Regions from separate parts of the Mus musculus genome. Here all the other regions are linked to region 2. A link is a contact called in public promoter capture Hi-C data. All regions are on one chromosome and are shown on one strand. Each heading gives the region's core, a stretch centred on a gene start, on an enhancer-like site or on the middle of the called end of the contact. The rest is flanking DNA. Distances are from core to core; before and after follow the strand shown.

Evidence for each region. Promoter capture Hi-C pulls out the DNA fragments that hold promoters and counts their contacts.
Region 1: a promoter capture Hi-C map of pre-B cells shows a contact between it and region 2. The contact joins the promoter of Fbxo30 here to the promoter of Fbxo5 in region 2. A contact is called at or near these places in 3 of 39 promoter capture datasets (cranial neural crest, liver and pre-B cells).
Region 3: a contact with region 2 is called in a promoter capture Hi-C map of pre-B cells. The contact joins the promoter of Shprh here to the promoter of Fbxo5 in region 2. A contact is called at or near these places in 2 of 39 promoter capture datasets (liver and pre-B cells) and 5 of 484 Hi-C or Micro-C datasets (CD4 T cells, CD8 T cells, liver and 1 more).

The regions. Positions count from the first base shown.
Region 1 is chr10:11,278,834-11,283,272 of GRCm38.p6, reverse strand. Fbxo30 (F-box protein 30) reads right to left here and starts at 1,943. Exons shown (of 3, transcript NM_027968.3): 1 at 1,773-1,943.
Region 2 is chr10:5,804,161-5,808,701 of GRCm38.p6, reverse strand. It overlaps Fbxo5 (F-box protein 5), which reads left to right and starts at 3,237. Exons shown (of 5, transcript NM_025995.2): 1 at 3,237-3,443. The coding sequence starts at 3,365.
Region 3 is chr10:11,147,719-11,152,706 of GRCm38.p6, reverse strand. It overlaps Shprh (SNF2 histone linker PHD RING helicase), which reads right to left and starts at 3,277. Exons shown (of 30, transcript NM_001077707.1): 1 at 3,121-3,277; 2 at 439-1,094. The coding sequence starts at 1,056.

The DNA.
Region 1 (4,439 bases), core at 694-3,193, 5.5 Mb before region 2:
AAGTTTACTGTTATATGAGGAACCACTCTACCCAGTGCTAACATTAACCATTCTGTTAAAAAAAAAAAAAAAAAAAAAAAAAGACAAACCAAAAAAAAACAAAAAACAAAAACAAAAAACCCAACCTATTTTGTTTAAAAAAAAAAAAAAACCCACATTTTGAGGGAGGTGTATTCAGACTAACATTTTCCTATTCATATAGGAACTACTTCAAGCTGACCCTCTTCTATCCCATCGTAACTAATATGAAATGTAATATTTATTCAGCCTTTTAAACTTACAATTCTTATCACTGAATACATAAATGCAAAAATATTCTCCAGGAAAATGCCCAGCAAGAGTAATTCCTTTTATTAAATAAACAGCAGTTTTAAAATCTTATTTAGAAGATTATCCAAGCGTTAGATTTTAGAAACATGCTATATCAAACAGTAAACACATTAACTAAAGCCTGTTTGTCTGCCCTTAAAGCACCTCTCAAGCCATATGGGAAGTGTTAGCAATTATTTTATGCAATATTACTTTTAAAAGAATATTTTATTTAAGTATTTTATATTTTAAGACAAAAAATAAACAAAAAACCCTTTAAACCTAAATCTAAACATTCAGAAATATTAGAGTTCCAGTTTTCTTATATCATTCATAAAACACCTACTATTTCTAGAATCACACACACACACACACAAAAGCTTATGTCCCTATGTTAAGTATCGGGTATAAACTGGTGATCTAAGAAGTTAGCAAAACATGTTGTCCTCAACTAAACTACTACAGCAAGAAACAGTGACTAAGCATAAAGAAGAGTGATTCAACGAAACTGTATGCTTTAGAAAAATCAAACAGGGATACTTCATGGTATCCTTTGTCTCTTTGTCAGTCAACACAGGATTGTTTGGGAAAACTAACATAAAAGCGTGCAGAGCGTGTTAATGTAACTTACTTTGCCTGAAATTTAGCAGGGAACAAATAAAAAAAAGAACCTCAGAAACTTTTTGAGACTTCGTTTTAAAAACGTTAACCCTCTTTGATACCAGAATGCCCGTAAATAACTTCATCTTGGATCACAGTCAACAAAGCAATCATGGAAGAAAAGGTCAATTCCTTCCCAAGCATCTATTTTATCCGGGATTTACCACGGGACTCAAAGAAGGGAGAGGGGAGCAGGAGAAACGCGGCAAACACAGGCCTCCGTCGAGGTTAAAATGTAATCCCCGAGTGACTTTGAATCCGCCGTGCGTTCCCTGTCCTGCTTCCAATCTGGGACTCCACGAGCTGGAACCCAGGAACTTGGGGGGGGGGGGGGTGATCCCTAAGTCTCGCTTTAACCAGGGCCACAGCTAAGCCTCCGCGCCTCTCACTTCCATGAATGGAAAAGTTACCAACTTCGCTTATCCCGCGGAGACACTTGGAGATGCCTCGCCGTCCTTTAACCCGTTTGCGCCCAAACTCCTCAAGTCCCTACGAGGCAGAGGGTGCGAGCCACGCATTCCGGGGTCCCCCGGGGCTCCTCTGCGCTCAGTGGGGGTGGGGGCGGAGGTGGGGGTCTCACCCGGTTCCGCGTCCCCGGGGGTCGGGGCGCCATTTGCCGGGAGCCTCAAGGGCAGGCCACACGGGCGGCCGGGCGCGACCCGGACGGGGCCAGCCGGACGGAAGCCTCTGAACTGCGCCGACTCCACCGGCCCCGCCGCCCCCGGGGCCCGCGCCGTCCGGGCCGCTGCCCGCCCGCCCGCCCGCGTCCCCGCGCCAGCCTCCCGCGGCCTCGCCACACTCACCAGCCCGCGCGGGCCGAAGCGCCGCTCAAACCCTGGCTTCTCTGGCCTTAGCGCCCGGCGGCTCCGCAGCGTCCCCGCACCGGACCGGACCACGCACGGGGCCCGTCCCGTCCCAATCCTCTGCGCCTCCGCCCTGCCCGGACCGCCGCCTTTTCTCCTCGGCCTCCAACCGCCACCGCCCTCCTCGCGCGCCCCGCCCCGCCCCGCTGCGCCCCGCCCCCCGGCCCGGCAGCGGGTGAGCGGGCACGCGCACGCACAGCGGGCGAGGATGCGCACGCTGTCCTGTGCCGGTCAGGCCGAGCGCAGAGAACCCACGGGGCAGCCTCTCCCTTGGTGCTCCCTGCCGGGTCCGCCTTTCGCGCCTTTGCTTTTTGTTTGTTTTTGGAAGGACTCTCCGAGCCCCTGTGGCACTGTGGAGGACGCAGGCCCAGGAGCGCGACCCGTCCTCCTAGCGCGCACTCGCAGGAAATAGGTCAGCCCCCGTTGTCGGTGGTAACTGCCACCACCTCACGTGCCCGAGCCCTGTGACTCGGTGACCGCTCTGCTCTGTGACCCGTTTCCCCTTGTAAGGGCTCTGCTGCTCGTCAGCCCGCGGCGGGCGGCTTCGGTGGGGCGAGCCACGCGGCCTCCAGAGGGCGCGGCGCGGCTTCTGGGAAACGTCTTAGGGCCGGAGCTTTCCCGTGGCCATCCAGGGCTACACACCCCGCGTGTAGGCGTCCCCGTTACTACCGCCAGGCCCGGGCGTGAGGCTGAGGGACGGTGATGTCACCGACGCCCACCCCGTCTGGAGGCCTCCTGCCAACTCCCACCTCAAAGCCACCGTGAAGGAGCCTTGGCCCTGGCTGGCGGAGGGGCGGAGGTGAGAAAACCCCCTTGGGTGGCCGTTCTGGTGACTGCAGTTTTACTCCCCAGCTGTTGGAAACGGTGGCTCACGAGAGTCACCGTCCTTCACCTTAAAAACCAGCACTTTCATACAACTACACAAAACCCTGGGGAGCTTAAGACTGAGCACACTGTAAAGGTCAGGGGTTTGGTTTGGTTTAATGAAGACATTCAGATTTTTGAAATATTTAGTGCTTATATGTGGGGTGCTTAGGACGCTGTATTTTTTTTTTTTTTTTTTTTTTTTTTTTTTTTTGCCTGCTTTGGCTGTAGGAGGTAGGCGCTTTTCGGTCAGCCCAGAGCGTGAGACCCAAAGGGGCCAGGTAAGAAAAGTGAAGCAGACAGATGAAATGGTGGGAGAGTTGCTTGTGCATGACAGGTGGTCGCGATTGAGTCACACATCCTTCCATTACATCCCCTTCCGCAAAATAAGGGGACTGCGGCAGGGAATCCCAAAGGCTCTCTACAGCTTCAACATTCCCATACTGATTGATTGTACTTTGGGGCTTTCTGCCTCTCTAAATCACCTAGTTGACACTAGGTCATCTCCCACCTCAAGCTGAGTAGGAGTCAGGGCAAACAGAAGCCTCTGCTCTTCCATAAGTGGCAACCAGAGACTACCAGGAATCAAAGGTCTTCAAAGATGTCCTCGGAAGTATATGTGGACTTTGGGCTAGACTTGTGGAACAAAACTACCATTTATGTGGCTTAGCCACCCAGAAAGCAACAGGTACTTTGGCAATTTAAAATAAACAAATAAGCAGTAGCAGGTTTGACCTGTCTGCTCTCTTTAAAGAGAGGAGCACAACCCCCCTACCACGTTCTTAAATTAGTCTTGCATCGGCTTAGGAAGAATACGTACCCTATTTTTTTTCTAGAGGTCAATTTCATGGTGGGATGCTATAAAAACTATGGGACGGGAAGGTTGGTAAAGTTTTTGCTGAGCAAGCAAGAGAACCTGAGTTCCATCCCCAGCAGCTATGTAAAAAGCCAGGTGGAGTGGTGGTTATGAGTGCTTCCCAGGGCCCTTTCTCAAAAAGTAGGTTAGATGGTTCCTGAGGAATGGACCTAGGGTTGGTCCTTGGCTTCACATACATACACAAAACTAGCTAAAATAAGACCACAGTCATAAAGCCTGCAGGCAAGACTGAACTATAAGAGATAGGAGTTTTCAGAGAAAATTGAATTGGCTAAACAAATCCTGACAAATTGTTTTTCCATTTATTCAGTGTCAAGGCTAATAGCACCTTTAATTTGAAAAGGTTTTCTTGCCCAGTTAGACCACCAGCCTGTATTTGGAAAGCCTGAGGCTAAAGCAATGGAAAAGTCAAGAGTAAAATTTAAGTCATGTGCTAATTAAGGAAAGCACCTTTGGCTAGAGACAAGTGTGAGTGGGTAAAGGCAGATTTGCGGCTGTGAAGCCATGAGAGAATAGGCATTACTAACCGGGATAGTAATACTAACTGGGATTAGTATTAGATATTAATACCCAGCATCTAATATTCACCAGGTATAATTATGTTTCTAATACACATTCATTTGAAGTACAAAAAATATAATTGCAATTTACAAGAAGCCTCCCAAGGACAAACTTTATAGCCTCAAGTCAACCTTCGTAGTTTTAAATAAGTAATCAAAGCAATTTGAATCCTGTGGAAAATAGAAGATCCAGGTTTTGTCTATATGAACCACAGACCTCTTAAACCATATTCTAAAGAAGAATATGTATATATCAGTGATCCATGTTTTTAGTTAATAAGATTAAACTTATCTGTACAGTATCTA
Region 2 (4,541 bases), core at 1,988-4,487:
TGGGATTAAAGGCATGTGCCACCACCGCCAGGCTCCTGGTTGATTTCTATCCCAAGTCTGTATGCTTAGTAAAGAAATGAAAAGGTAACGTTACAGAATAGGGTGAAAATATATATTAATAATGGCCTAACTTGCATATTTAAAAAGAAAACTTTATGGTAGGATGATCCCTTATGATTCTGGGCAGTGGTGAGTCTCAGCACTCTGGAACTTCACAATTATTTTATTCATTTTATTACTTATTTTTATTTTATCCATAAATGAATGTTCAGAGAATCTCAAGAGCATAGACGGTAAGCACAGGGCAGGTTTCTATCTTCCATACACCTCAATGTCTTGTCTGCACTAAGTCTGTAAACAGAATGTGAAGGAATGAAGGCAATTTTCTCTGTACTTCATATTTCACCCAAGAGGAAAAAAACAAAAAACTTGGCACAAGTGGGCATGAAAAGACTGGCATCTAGTGAAATGCAGAATGGCCCTCTCTATCTACTGGAGGAAGAGATTCACAGGTGCCCACAAGCCAGCTAGGAGCATCAGTTAATACTGCTCCAACACAATTAAGCTCAAATATAAAGTCAACGCTTAATTAACCTGGAAAACTGACACGGGCTGTGACAAATTATTGCAGCATGTAAGAAAACATGCTTGTCTCCTTGTGGAAACTTGAGATTTTCCAACAACCTGTCAGCCATTTTCTTCAGGAAGGGAAAAAATGCTGAAAAGTACTTTCAGACTATAGTGAAGAACCAAAGGTTACATTCCAGGTGCTCAGTTGTTTGCTAAACTTGCCTTCCCACCTGAAATTTCCATCTCTCTGTATATGCAAATAAAAGATAAGGAGTTTCCAAGGTTAAGCAGAGTAGAAACAGGAATGTGTACTATCAAGTTCCAGCAAAGAATATTACTTCCTGGAATAACAGAAGGAACTACTGGACTCTTGCTGAAAGGAACTTGGTTCATTTTGCCCTCAAGAATACTTCCCGATCTCACGAGGATTCAAAAGTTTGTACACTCCTTGACTAGCTCTGAAACCACAGTAAGATCTTAGACTTCTAAGCACAATCGTATAAAGTGAAAATATTGCTAAGATATTTAAGAATGGCAAGCTAATAGTAAGCTTTTTCTTGTCATTCCTCAGCACTGTGACAGGTTCCCACTGCCTCTAAAAGCCAAATCCATTATTGTACACACCAATGGTCTGCATCTAGTGTTATTTCACATTAGGAAGTATATTTCGCATGCACAAAGATCTCCCTGGTACAGCATTTAAAATTATTTGAGACAATTTTTTTTGTTTTGTTTTGTTTTGTTTTTTGAGACAGGGTTTCTCTGTGTAACTCTCTCTGCTGGGGAACTAGGTTTTCTGGCTCCTGTGTGTGTGTGTGTGTGTGTGTGTGTGTGTGCCACCATGCCCGACCACGTAGCATTTTAATATCCATTCAGCAAGACTCCAACTAAAGTTCTTACAATCTACAAATACCACATGATCTAGCTTCTGACTTTTCCGGATGCAAACACACACACACACACACACACACACACACACACACACACACACACACCCCTGTCCCCCTTGCTTGAGCTCTAGGCACTTTTTTTAATGTAGTTCTTTGTGAGGTCAATACAGTTCAAAGTGTCAAACTTAACTGACCATTCAAGATTCTCAACCTATGTCTCTATTAACAGTTCTTTTAACACGTAGTTTAGTATCTTTCATTTACTGAAAATTTTGATTGCCAAATTCCTTCTCATTAGGATATAAACTTCCTTAAAGACAGGGCTCGTGTCTTTTCAGCCTTTTTACTTAGAGGCAAAGTTCTCAGGTACAAAACAGAAATAGCGGTCAAGATTTTGGTAAGCAACACCACCTACATCACTATTTTTTTTGCAACACTCCAAACGTGAAAATGCCAGAAAACTAGGGATAAACAAAAAGAATTTGATAAAAACTGGATCCACCCAACGTTTGTATGACTCAGTCCAATCTTGGTCCCGCTTTACACAGGAGCTGCATGGAACACTAACAGAAAGTCATATGCTCTTGCAGAAAAGCAAGAGGGAAATGGCATATCCTGTAGCTTTACTGCTCTGTAGTCTGAAAAGAAGTTAAGTGTATTGTCACCACTTAGAAATAAATTCAAGACGTGCATGCCCAGCATCATTAGTGGTGCACTATAGCTCACCATCAGACTTAATAATACTTTCACTCTCGCCTTTGATATAAAAATATCCACGCAGCCAGGGCGCTCCACCCCAAAGAGACGGGAGTCTGACTTATTTAGGGGAACAGGTCGGCTGTCGAGCCTAGCCAACGAAGGTTAAGAACACATAAAATAAAATACAAATTAACACTTTTAAGAATTCGTGGTGGTTGAAAACCCAAAAGAATGCAATGGCCAAAGCAGGGCTATACAGAGAAACCCTGTCTCGAACCGGCCCCCCCGCCCCCAACCCAAAAAAAAGAAAAAAAGAATGCAATGGCCAGATCTAAGTTAGGCCGCGCCCTCAGCCTTCGGAAGGCGCCAAGCAAAGGGACGCCGGGGTCCTGCTGCGCGCCATCCCCAGGGCAAGGGCGGTTCTCCGGTCACATGTCCCCCCCAGCTAGTCCGCCCCGCCCGGAGGGAACCGCCAGGCTCCTCGCGCGCAAGCGCCAACCCGCCAACTCCGTAGTGGCGGCCGCGCAATACGCAAGCGCAGGAGCTCCAGGCAGGGGGTGGAGCCAATTTAGGAGGGAGAGTAGAGCGCGCCTAAATCCTAGAGAGGCGGGTCCGGAGCCAGGGGAAGGGCTTGTTTTCCGGAAGGTGTGCACTCAGAGTGGCGGGTTTGCAGCTCTGCAAACTCGCTCGTAACAGACGATGGAGGAAGACTGGGGGCCCGCCTGTGTCCATCACAGACTTTCAGGCAGAAGTCGGAGCTGTCCCCAGGACATGAGGACTCTGGAGAAGCCGGTTCGCGGGATAACGGAGGGGGGGTGCGGGGAGAGGGCAGCATGGCGGGTTTGCGCAGAGGACCAGCCGCCTTCACAGGCCACGCCTACATGGGCGTGCTTGCCAGCTCCATCAGCAACTTTGGGGAGGCGAGGATCTGGGCGTGTGGGAGGAGCCCAGGCTCCAGGGCTGGCTCCGCCCCCGCGCCCTCCTATTGGGCGAGCGAGGGCGTCCTCTCATGCCGCCTGCCTATTGGCACGCTTGTGCAAACGCCGCGCCCCATTGGTCTGTTCTGATTTGGGCACCAAATTCAAAGATTTTAAAAGTACCAGCTGGCGCCTTTTAAGAGCTGCGGCTCGGCGCCTCGTCTGGCCGGCCACCTTTTTCCTGTCGTCGCCGCCACCTCCCCAGCATTGGAGCCCGAGTTTTGCGGCATGAGCCGGCGCACCTGCAGTGACCTGCGCCGGCCGTCCTCCTGTCCCTGCCGTCTTGGCGCGCGGACTACCGTGGACGGTGAGTGTGAGGCGGGCATCGTGGGAATCCTTTCTCTGTGGCGGCAGCCTCAGAAACTGGGTGCTTGCAGATCACGGTGTTCCGGGCCTCAGGCGACCTATTTGGGCCCGGGACTGGGAGGAAGGCGCGGAGCAAGGGTGGCTGGTGCAGAGTGGGACAGATGTGGTCGGCCTTGTACGGGGTCCTACTATTCCATCCCACCCCGAGACCCTGCACTGGGGACGTGCAAGGTAGTGGCTTCTGCGCGCCGCATTCCACCCCACCCCCTGCCTGGGCGCCAAATGCCCCCTCCTCTCCCCTCCTCAACTCATGCTCGAGCTGTGACAGGACTGTGGGACTCCAAGCTGGCCAGATGGCCCCATCTCTAGCCTCTACGCCCCCCATTTCACAACTCATCTATCTCACATCCATACTCAGTCTCCGTAACTTTTTGCCCTCAGAGCCCTGGCTGGAGAGCGCGGGAGATTGAGCTCCGCGCTTATCTCCCGCCTTCCCTCGTGCACCGCGCCCTCGGGGCACCTCCCACCACCGACCCCCTCAGCATTTCTAGGGGCTCCTTCTCAGCTCCCGCCAAATGTAAAGGACCCCCCAGCCCCCGCCTGCCCACTGTACCAAATGGAAAAAGTTTTTTTTTTCCTCCCCTGTTTTGCTGCTTCTCAGTAAGTCTCAAGGCCTGGAGTCAGCAGGGCCTTTTAAAAAGCGCCCTTTTTCCTCCAAAACGGTGAGTTTGCCTGTAGTGTTTAGCTGATGAAAGAATCGAGGAGGGATTGTTTAATTTTCGGGTGTTTTGAAGAATTAATGGTCACTTTTTCCAACGTTTAGGTGAGCAGAGAGAATCAATTGTTTATTTTCTTATTAATTTTTTATCTTTCTTGGCATCTCAATGAAAGATGCATCGGTTCTATCGTAGAAAATTTCCAACTGAAGGAAGAGGTAATTCATTCTCTCTCTCTCTCTCTCTATATATATATATATATCCTCAATAATCTTTCTTCATCAGAAAAGGAATTAAGTCTTGAAGAGAAGAAAGTACTAGCTTAGCAGAATGTGTCTGTAAAAGAGTACCCGAGTCTCCGTTAGAAAATAAGAAATTTAATG
Region 3 (4,988 bases), core at 2,028-4,527, 5.3 Mb before region 2:
TCAGGAACCAAATAAAAAAATAGTGACAAAGGGTAAAATTCATGACATATGATAGCAAGTTGTTAAGTCAGAATAGCAAGGTTACACTTAAGTTTTACAATCAGGAAATTAAGTCACATTTCAAATACACCATTTCTGAAACAAAATAGATGAAAGATTTGAAAATAGAAGGTATTATAATGCAAGATGGTGAGAACCAAAGCAGTTAACAGAGCACAGAGGCAGGAAGAGAAAACCAGGAGAGTCTCCTTAGGGAAGCACAGCCTGGCTAGTTGGGACTGGCAGGAAGACACAGTTTTACAGTTACTTAAAGCCCCATACAAAGTTATTCTTTGAAACTTAATAACGGGGGCTTACTGCTGGGTTTTGAGACTTTCAAAGTTAACATCAATGAATTACCAGTGTAGAACCTTACACAACACCACAGACCCTGAGTACCTTGATTGTGTGAGTGCCGTCTGGTCTCTGGTAGAGTTTTATTCCTCTTCTCTTCTGTAGCCAGGCCAAATCCTGTAACATGTCACTACTGAAGGAGGATTCCACTCGGATTCCCTTGCTACAAACACCGGCTGATCCTTCAAGAACATTTTCTTGTTTCTCTACATTTTTACATTCTGAATGAACATAGATCAGGAACTGACTGCTTGACTCTGAAGGACTCAATGTAAAAGTCCTTTCAGAAAAATGTTCAACTAAACTCTCTTTGGGGAGAAGCTGAAGAGCAAAATCTCCCAGAAATGCTTTCCAAGAATTATCCACACGATAGGGAGAAACTGTAACATTCAAAGTCACAGACAAACGGGTCTCTTCCTCGGTGGCCTCTAAGACGCTCACAGTCTCTGAACGCCTCTTCTTATCTCTGTGAAGTGCACTCTCAGGAGGGCCTTCATCGATGATGATGCAATCAGAAGAAGAGTCTGCATCTGAACAGGCCTGTTCCCCGACCGTCATGGTGAGCGGCTCACTCCTCAGGTCCTCATGCATGTTCCAGTGAAGCTGCTGTTGCCTTTCTTCATCGACCTTCATCGGGGGAGCACGTTTCCTTCGGCTGCTCATTTTCACGCTTCCACTTTCTTGATAAGTAAATGTGAATTCTAAATGACAAATGGAATAGTTGGTGTGAGGCAGGATAAAGACAGGAAAACTAAGAGAATAGAGTCCATACAGTCAAGTCTGGTTAAAGCCTCTGGCTAACTGCAAATCTAGACTCCAGGAAAATTAACAATGTACATCTGCTGTGAAGGTTACCAACACTGAGGTGATATATCTTTTATGAGGAAATAGTTCCAAACAAAAACATAAACATTGCAATATTCAGGCTTACAGCCCTAATGTGCACAAACCTAGGCTGGGCCTCACTCCTCTACTGGATATTTTCTAGGACTCTCACACACAAGACTCTGACTTTCATTCACAGTGAAAATATCCTCATTTCATGAAGCACATCCTAACCCAGTTCCTTATCTTAACAATAACCCTGTGATACTAGGCACATTCCTCAGTAGCCCTTACACAAAACTTAAGTCTGTTATATAATGTGAACTCTTCAAAATAGGTAAATTGATAAGAAGACTTAAGTCAAGTAATAGCTGCTGTGCTTTGGCTATAAAAGCTCCTCACAGATTACATGTCAGAACTGAGATGGGGCCTAGGAGTAGGGAGTCCGATGCTGGTTGCTGAGCCTGGGGGACCAGTCTTGTTTCCTATCCTGTCTGTTTTCTTATCTACCCAGGTGTGAGCAACAAGGTGTGACCAAGCTGCTGCAACAAGAACACCCCACTGTGTCTTCCCATCAGAAGGGATTGGTAATTGGTCACCTCAAGGACAAAACTAACAGGTAAGAAACACTTTAACCATGATCTCATGTATCAAATGCTGTGACAGTTTCACTCATGTTTGGTAGAAATTTTCAGTTAAGAAACAATCCCATTAAAGAAGACAAATTATAATACTATACTTGATGGCCAACAACTAGGAAGACAAACCTCTCACTACATCAGAAATAAATGCCTGTCTCACATGTTAGTTGTATTTAACCCCACACCACTGCTCTTTTAATTCCAATGAGCTTGACAATCCCAAAGCGTTAACAAAACTTCGATCGATCCTTATACAGAGGAGGGAAGAACACACACACACACACACACACACACACACACACACTAGTTTTATGGATTAACAGTGTGATTGGCAGGGAGTATCACTATTCAAAGGTTTGGACCAATTGGAATAGGTGTGGCCTTGTTGCAGTAAGTGTGTGACTGCAAGAGCTGCCTGGAAGCCAGTATTCTGCTAGCAGGCTTCAGATGAAGATGTGGAGTTCTAAGCATCTTCTGCACCATGCCTGCCTGGATGCTGCCATGCTCCCACCTTGATGACAATGGACTGAACCTCAGAACCTGTAAGCCAGTGCCAATTAAATGTCATCCTTTATAAGACTTGCCTTGGTCATGGTGTCTATTCACGGGAGTAAAACCCTAACTGAGACAAAGAGTAAAAGCTTAGACAAAGAATAAAGTGGTGTTAGCGATCATGGGACCTAGGCAAATACAGGAGCAAAGGCAAACACGTAGGAGAAAAACATAGACTTGCCATGATAAATTCAAGCCAAGTGGATTAAAAGGCACCACGGTGAAAAGGCAAGACTGTAAACAATACCGTTCCTCCCACAGGGTACCTTAACCAGAAACCAACATCTTCGTTCACCAACCTAGCGCTACCTGCAGCGTCAAAGTGCACACAATGCACAGGAGCCAGGGCGCTTCTGCAGGCGACTGTAATGCTTGAGAGTTTGCCAGCCTAACTTGGCGGCCTCTGCATCCCTCCCAGCTACCTGTCGTCCCACGCACCGCCAGCCTGCAAGGCAAGTTATCCTCGAAGAAGGAGCCGGAGGGACAGCTCGTGACAGGGCCTCAGCACGCAAGCGTGGGCAGCAAGCACCCGTCCCACGCGAGAAGGGCTCGGCCCACGTCCGGGCTGGGGCCGAGCCGCGGGGCCTCGCAGGGCCGATCACTCCGGATCCCGGAGCTGCGCAGGAGCCCTCGGAGTTTCCCTGACGCGCAGAGCCAGCCTCCCTCCGCCGCGACTCTAACCCCAGAGCCCGCACGCACCCTCACCTACCTCAGCCGCTCTGCAGGCACCTGTCGCCGGGCCCGGCCCTCCTCGCAGGCTGCAGATCCCGGGCCCACAGTCGCCACACTCACCTGCGGGAGTTGCGCATGCGCGCTGCACGCTGGGTGAAGCCTGGCACCCAGGCCGGAAGCCGCCAGCGCCAGCTGAGGAGGCCAGCAGGAGCGCTCGCTCCAGGCGAACGCGCAGGACCAGTCGGGACGCTCCGCCCCTCTTTCCGGTGTTGGCTTCAAAAAGCACCTCTGCGCATGTCCCGTCCCTGAGGTCCCGGTAGAAGACGGTTTAAGTCTCGCGGTGGTTGTGCCTCTCTCTTTTCCCCGCCTCCCGTGGCTTTAGCAAATGCAGGATGGGCGGGGCCCGAAAGAAGGGGCGGGACCTCTTGCCAGAGAGGGCGGGGCTCTTTGCCAGAGCGGTAGGCTTGATGTGAGTTGTGGTTTTCATAAAAAGGCAGAAAGTTACATAAAACGGAATTCACGATGCTGAGCAATTATAATACCCAAACAAATATACAATTAATCCACTAAACCAAAAGAATTCGATCTGCTAAGGAAAAAAAAAAAAAAAAAAAAAAAAGGCAGAGACGATGTCTTCAAAAGGAACTGAGAAAAATGAAGCCAGAGAGAAATTTATTCTTGCCAAGAAAATTACTAAGGCTTTAAATGTTTAAACGTTTTAAGAGAAAAAAAATTATACAGCTATGCTGAAGCAGGCCTCCCAGTATCTTTTCCAAAGGGAGAATTCTATCTTCAGTAGACATAAAAGTCTCTCCTCTGAGGATTTCAATAGTGTGTTTACCAAGTGCTTTGTATGTCCTTCGAATTTTTTTCTGTGGAGTAATTTTTTTTTTTGTTTGTTTGTTTGGTTGTTTTGTAATCACCAGAGCTAATTCCAGGGGAGGAAAAGGTTCGCTTGTTATTTGGCTTTCTGGAAATTCCCTGTTGTGAGACATCTGTTCATGAAAATACTGTGTCTTACCACCTAGTAGATGGTAAATAATCTAATGATAGTACAGACAGGAGAACCGACTTATTGGACACACTCAGATCTTACACGTGAATCCCCACTTTTCATATAACTCAGCTGCCTTGTTTGGAAACAATACAGGTGTGTTGTATCATGTCTAAGCTAGGCTTGGATCCAGTCCATAGTGATAAATATTGCAATTAAGAAAATTTTAATTTTTTTTTCTGGTTTCTGTGTTGTGGTCCAGTAAGTATACATCATGTCTAAACAGAGTATAAATATCAAAATGTTTAAATATTTTGACTGAATTCTCAGCACAGTACCTTTCTCTTGATAGAGGATTTGCTTTGAAGCTGATGGCTGCTCAGTCAAGCTCCTGGCTGGCAGAAGAGGAGGCACCTATAGAAACGTGTTAAAAATAAACACAAGTTCTGGTTTGCAAAGAAAGAGATCACTACTCTATCCGACAAGGCTGAGCCACACAATATGGGTGCTCAGAGCTGAACTCAGATCTTGTGCAAGAGAAGAGTGATCTCATAACCTCTGAGCTCACTCTCCGCTATCTCCCTAGAATGTATTTCTTAAACAAAAAGATGTAACAACCAAAGTGACTCCTTGCTCCATGGCCATGAAAAGAATATCAATCTCACTAGACACCTGCACTGAAGCTTTGGGGTAACTAGGTACATTAACCTAGAAGCAATAATTTGAAAATAATGTATATATTTTTAATTTTCTGAGCAGTGTATCTCAACAATGAGCTCAAAATATTCGGTGAAAACACTTATTAAGCAGATAATCTGCCATCAAGGGGGACGTGCAATACACTTTTTAAGAGCCACAGAACCTTTACAGCTTTAGTATTTACCTCCAACCTAAAGTCAACAGTTGAATTA